Regions from separate parts of the Mus musculus genome. Here region 2 is linked to region 1. Evidence: chromatin contacts called from public HiChIP or PLAC-seq data. All regions are on one chromosome and are shown on one strand. The core of a region is the stretch at or near the end of the contact, and the rest is flanking DNA. Distances in the headings are between cores, read along the strand shown.

The links. HiChIP or PLAC-seq counts read pairs in DNA pulled down with a chosen protein or histone mark.
Region 2: an H3K4me3 HiChIP or PLAC-seq map of embryonic stem cells shows a contact between it and region 1, with 18 read pairs. The contact joins the promoter of Ireb2 here to the promoter of Crabp1 in region 1. A contact is called at or near these places in 1 of 39 promoter capture datasets (macrophages), 2 of 484 Hi-C or Micro-C datasets (embryonic stem cells and nephron progenitors), 6 of 115 datasets of contacts at active chromatin or transcription factors (bone marrow-derived macrophages, embryonic stem cells, intestinal crypt epithelium and 1 more) and 2 of 9 other capture datasets (adipose tissue and liver).

What each region holds. Positions count from the first base shown.
Region 1 is chr9:54,763,280-54,766,051 of GRCm38.p6, forward strand. It overlaps Crabp1 (cellular retinoic acid binding protein I), which reads left to right and starts at 1,469. Exons shown (of 4, transcript NM_013496.3): 1 at 1,469-1,692; 2 at 2,204-2,382. The coding sequence starts at 1,623.
Region 2 is chr9:54,862,048-54,865,004 of GRCm38.p6, forward strand. It overlaps Ireb2 (iron responsive element binding protein 2), which reads left to right and starts at 1,708. Exons shown (of 22, transcript NM_022655.3): 1 at 1,708-1,849. The coding sequence starts at 1,831.

The sequences.
Region 1 (2,772 bases), core at 219-2,718:
CAACTTCTTCTAAGCATACGGCCCCATGTGGGCACAGATGGCACATGTAAGAAGTTGTTGTCCCCACACACCCTTTCCCAGCCCATGATGGCCCCTCTCCACTCTCTTGTCTTCATCTGTCTTAGATGGCTTCTCAGGGCCCCTGGGCAGAAGACCAATTGCAGTCCCTTCTAGAAGTACAGAGGCCCTCTTCTGTTAGCAGCATTCAGCATGAACCAACCCCAGGTCCTCGGGGAATCCTCACCCCACAATCACCTCTAGGCTTCAGAACATCTGCATCTTTTGAGAATCGATTCACTTCTGAGCCCCACCTGGCTGAGCCTGAGGAAATGAGGGTGCATTGATCAACTTTGATCGCTGAGCTCTAAATGGCCTATTTTCACAGGGAAGACTGGACCAGAAGGAATCCTGTCAATTCCGAGGAAAGTAATCTGCTTAGGACCTAAACAGAATTTTACAACACCTGTGTCATGAGGAGTGGGCAAGCTTTTTTTTTTTTCAGCCCATGAAGGAAAAGTGACCTTTGGGGACCTCGAGCAGCATGGTCAACGGCTGATATGGAGCCACCCGTGGCAGGTTCTAAGATCCTGAATTGGGCAGTTTGGCTGAGGTGTAGCAATGGTGAAACAGTGGAAAGAGGCTGCAAGGAAATGTTGAGGTCTGAAAGCTGGTAAGGCACAGGGACCTGTGTGTACACTCCTTAGTGGAGACTCTGGGCTCTGGCGTTGATTTTCAGATCTGTTAGAGCAAAGGCAGGAGCTAGGCTTTCTTGCTAGGCCTTCCCAGTAGGACTGCAGAGCTCAAACCCGCAATTTTACAAAATAAGCTGCCGCATTTCCCTGCATTTTGCTTGTTCCGTCCCTTAGGCAACAACAAAGGGACGGTGTTGGTCTGGGCTCCCTTCTAACTTAAGCAGAAAACCTGCATGAGAGGCTTGGTTTCCAGCACCCGTTTGAACCTGCCTTGGTACCTCCGTGCCTCCATGCCCGGGATAAGCAAGGGTAGGGGCTGGGCCTTTCCCGCCACTCTAATTGGTCCTCCATATGCTAACTGAAAAGCCGAACAGAGCAAATTCGACCGGCTAGTGGCAGCCAGAAAGTATGGGTGGAAAGAAAGTGGCTTCCATGCCTATGGCCTTACTACTAACAGATATTTTCAAACATAGGCAAAAGTAGAGAAAGAATGTCGCGTTCCCCTGAATCCCCACTACCTAGCTAGCCTCATGTATCTCCTCCAGGCCGACCTAGCTTCATTAAACCCTCTCCTACCACCCAGTTTAAAACAGAATGTGGGCGGCGTGGTGGAGGAGGCACCAGGGGAGAGCAAGTTCCAAGTTGCATCACTAGTGGCTGAGAAGATGAGGAATGGTGAGGGGCGCCTTAGGGCGGGGAGTCGGGCTCACCCCTCGTGGGCCACCCCCCGCCCCTCGTGCACGCAGGGCAGGGGCGGGACTTGAGGGCGGGGCCCCAGAAGGGGGGGGGCGCTACCCTAGCGACTCAAGGCGCTTGCGGCTGGGCGCAGAACGCCAGTCTCTCTGCAACGCAGCGTGCGACCGCTCCGCAGCAGAGGTGGGTGCCTGCCCCTGCCTTCGCGCCGCCGCTACAGCCAACACCACTGCCACCATGCCCAACTTCGCCGGTACCTGGAAGATGCGCAGCAGCGAGAATTTCGACGAGCTCCTCAAGGCGTTGGGTAAGCTGGTACAGAGAGTATGTCCGGTCTGTTAGAAGCAGCTGCGAGGCGCCCGGGTCCCAGAGAGGGTGGCCTGGGTAGGTTCAGGCAGGAGGGAGTCAACGGAGTGATGAATCTCTGTTTCCTTTGAGGTTCCCCCACCCCCCAAACCCAGGTCGCAGAGGAGAGCGGGCTCCAGCCCCAGGGAGTTCAACTAACGTTTGCTGGACATTTGGCGCCTTTCTCGACGGTCCCATCTTTATCTCGTGCTAGATCACAGTGAAGAGCAGGGACTTTAAACTGGGGCTTTTAAAAGACCAGATCTTGCCATGAAAGCCCTGGGTAACTCAGGAAAGCCGCTTGCCGACTTTAAGCCTCGGGTTTTCTTCTCTAAAACCCAAGGGAGGAAAGAGACAAGTGGGACTAATTTAAGAGCCCCGTCTAAAGCCAGAGGATTTGGGAAGTGCCAAACAGGTCTGGGGGAGACCAGTGGGTGAGGACCAGAGACCCGAATCTATGCTTCCTTGCGCAGGTGTGAACGCCATGCTGAGGAAGGTGGCCGTGGCGGCTGCGTCTAAGCCGCACGTGGAGATCCGCCAAGACGGGGATCAGTTCTACATCAAGACATCCACTACTGTGCGCACCACGGAGATCAACTTCAAGGTCGGAGAGGGCTTCGAGGAGGAGACAGTGGACGGACGCAAATGCAGGGTGAGGCTCCAGAGACCGCACCTCCTTCCCGGGTACCCCCCCATTAAAACCCTTGACCCGCTGCAGGGTGTGTCACGGGAAGTTTGTGTGACCTGATGGTCCTGGGCTCAGGAGAAAGCCCTACCCGAGGTTCCCCTCATACTATCTATCACCCGGGCGCCAAAAGGCGCGCGCGCGCGCTTTGAACTCTGGGTGGGTGTGTGGTCCTGGTTAGTGCCTCGCTAGCGGCGCCTTCAGCGCTAGCTCTGGCTGCATAGGTAGAGAGGTTCCTGGGACCGCTGCTGCCTCCTGTTCTGCGCAGCTGCCTACTTACCTGTCATAGGTGAAGTGGCTGATTTAGCATCCCGCCCCCTGGGTCCTTGGACTGTAGGGCAAGGATTCGGATCCAGT
Region 2 (2,957 bases), core at 458-2,957, 99 kb after region 1:
TTAGCAATTAAGGCCATTTGTGCTCTTGTAGAAGACTTCAGTTCAACCCCCAGAACCACAACAAACGAATTTTCAAAAGCTCAAACTAGTGAAAACCATGAGATTTGAGAGATAGGTTGGTAATTAGGATGATTCAACACCCTCTTCTGGCCTCCTTGGGCACCTGCACACACATGACATACACTAACATTGAGATACACATATAAATAAATCTTTAAAACATAAAAAGAAAAGCCCAAGTCTTGAAAGAGTGAGTAAGGGTTAGCCAACGGTGTACAGGAGTGTTGTTTCAAGAGAAGCAGAACTATTCAGTTCAGCCTCGTGAACAATGAAGTTATACGTGAGCTCTTGCTTCCATCTGAATGCATCGCAAATCCAGACTCAGTTTCTTGGTATGTGAGTTTGGTTACTGTGTCCTTCCTAGTTTGTTTCAGTTTCATGGAGATGATTTCGAGAATAGTCATGCCCTTGAGACTTTCTGAGAAGACTGTCACAGTTGTTAAGGTCAGGAAGCCAGTGGATCAAGTGGACTTCTAAACAGTAATGGAAGAGAGGAGCCAAGGATAGCGTGCTGGTATGTGCTTAGGCGGTGGCATTCGCTGGTGTAGGTGACAGACACATAAGGACTCAGTCACTGGCTTGGGTGGCAGTGGTTGTGGTGGTGGTTTTGCATAGGAGATGCCTGTGGTAACAAGCGTTAGGATATATTCCTCTAAGCTTAGGAGATGGGTTTGAGTTGTAGGTAGGCTAGAGAGCATCAGCTTATGAACGGATAGCTGGAGCCAATAGACAGATGAATGAGCCAGAGGAAATGAAATCTGGTGCAAAGCTCATGTCACGAGATAGAGTTAATGACAGTACACTTAATAGCTGGGCAGAGAAAGGCCCTGGTAGAGGAGACTGGGATGAAGCAGGCTTGGAGGCCAGGAAGTACAGAATAGTTTTGGAATTATGGAAGCTAATACAGTTTGTCTTAGCAAACATACTAAACAAACAGTTAAAGCAAGAGCTGGGGTATTAGCAAATAGTTATGCCTACCTTTATCACAGGCATTTTTGGAAGTGGAAACCAGTCTGAGAAGGGATAGGAGTGGGGAAGAAAAGGGCAAACCAGACAACTCCAAAGAGTCCGCTAACCAAAAGACAAGACAGGGAAGACATAAGGACTCTCCCTGGCGGGGCCAGAGAGAAACTTAGGACACCATCACGTTTAACTGCTCCTGGGAAGAGAAAGGTTGAAGTTATAGGAAAGTATGGACATTTTAATTCATTCAATTAGTCGATTGCCTATGTGTCCCATTAACCCGGCCTTGTTCTCTTGAGAATGCACGAGTGGGCGCCTCATTACATCACGGCTTAACACAAGGCTTTACCATGCAGGGAGAACTTGAGTCCCAATCCTGGCTCTTTCCTACAAGACAGTCCTGCAGACATCGCGGGACCTCAAAACCTCACGGTATACTTTTGGGCCCACAAGAAAGTAACGGAACCTATGGCGTCCCGTTGTCAAAGTTACTAACCTCCCAGGGTTCCGCCCCCCCACCTCCAGCTCTGGAGAACAACAGAGGCTGCGCAGAGACCCGCCTACCCGCTGGCTCCGCCCCGCTCTTTCTTTGTTTCGCCGGTCCGAGGATCTCGCGAGAGTTAGCCGGCAAATCCCGCGAGCGCGGACCCCGGGCCAGCTCTGCGGCTCTCGCGGTGCCTGCGCGAGACTGCTTCCTTCCTCCTTTCCCCTGCCCGTCCGCCCGTCTTCCTCCCTCTCTTCCCGGCCTGGCCTCCCCCTCCTTCCCCCGCTGGCCCCCTCCCCGCAGGGATAATATGGTCTCCGGCGATGGACTCCCCAAGTGCAGGTCAGTTCCCGGCCGCCGCCTTAGCGTTGGCGGCTGGTGGCGTGCGCTGCTGTACATCCGTGGCCCTCGCTGTGCTCTGCTTACGGTCACCCGGGGGGGCGGTCGGGCCCTCAGGGCTTGGTCGTTCTCTCCCCTCGGGGCGGAGGCCGCGAAGGCCGGGCGTCCCCGCCCGCGCGTCCCGCTCTTCAGCGGAGCGCTAATTCCGCCCCTGGCCGGGGCCCGCTGCTTGTTGGCTGCAGCCTCCAGGCCCCCAGGAGGAACTGCTGGGGCAGGGACAAGCCCACGTCTTTCTCTGCCCGCCCCCCTTTTGTGAGCATTGAGTGTCGGAAGACCTGGCTCCCTTGTTTGGCTTTCACTCTGCTGGCTGATCCTTCTACCCAGCATCCTGGGATCTCCCTTTCTTTGCTCCTGGAAGTGGAGGGGCTGTCGAGGCTGAACGTTAGCCGGTTCCCAGATCATTTGTTGCAGTCTCCTCCCCCATCCACCTCCCTCCACAAAAGAAAAACACTGTTCTTTCTGAATGGACTGTGCTTGTCTTTTCTGGTTTTGGAAGAAGATCTTAGAGCAATGTTTAAGGGTCTCACCCATCCAAGTAATGAGGCCGCATAATGAATTTTTATCTACCTCACCCTTTCTCACAACACTGAGAGTGGGGGCATATTCAATTAGTGCATAACCATTAAGGGTATATCTCTTAGTAGAATCTAATGTGCCAGTTTACCTAGATATTTTGATGGTCACTTTAAAAATCATCTTTAGTGTTCTGTTGTTGGATTTTTAATTGCCTTTTGAACCTCTAACAATGGTTTTGTCAAAGCATTATCTCTGTACTTAAGCATGTTCAGGGCACGATTTCTGAATGCTTGTACATCATTTAAACCATTCTTATGGTCTCTTTGCAGACATTTAACATTTCTAAGATTGAAAAGCCATTGGGTGGGTAATGCTGTAATCCCAGCATTCAGGAGACAGAATGGGCGATTATTGCCTCTACTTGCAGGCTCTCCTGGGTTGCCCAGTGAGGTTAAGTCCACTCTGGGATACAGTGACAACACCCTGTGTCAACAGGCAAGGTAGAAAGCTGTCTGTCTCACTAGTTTCTGTTTGA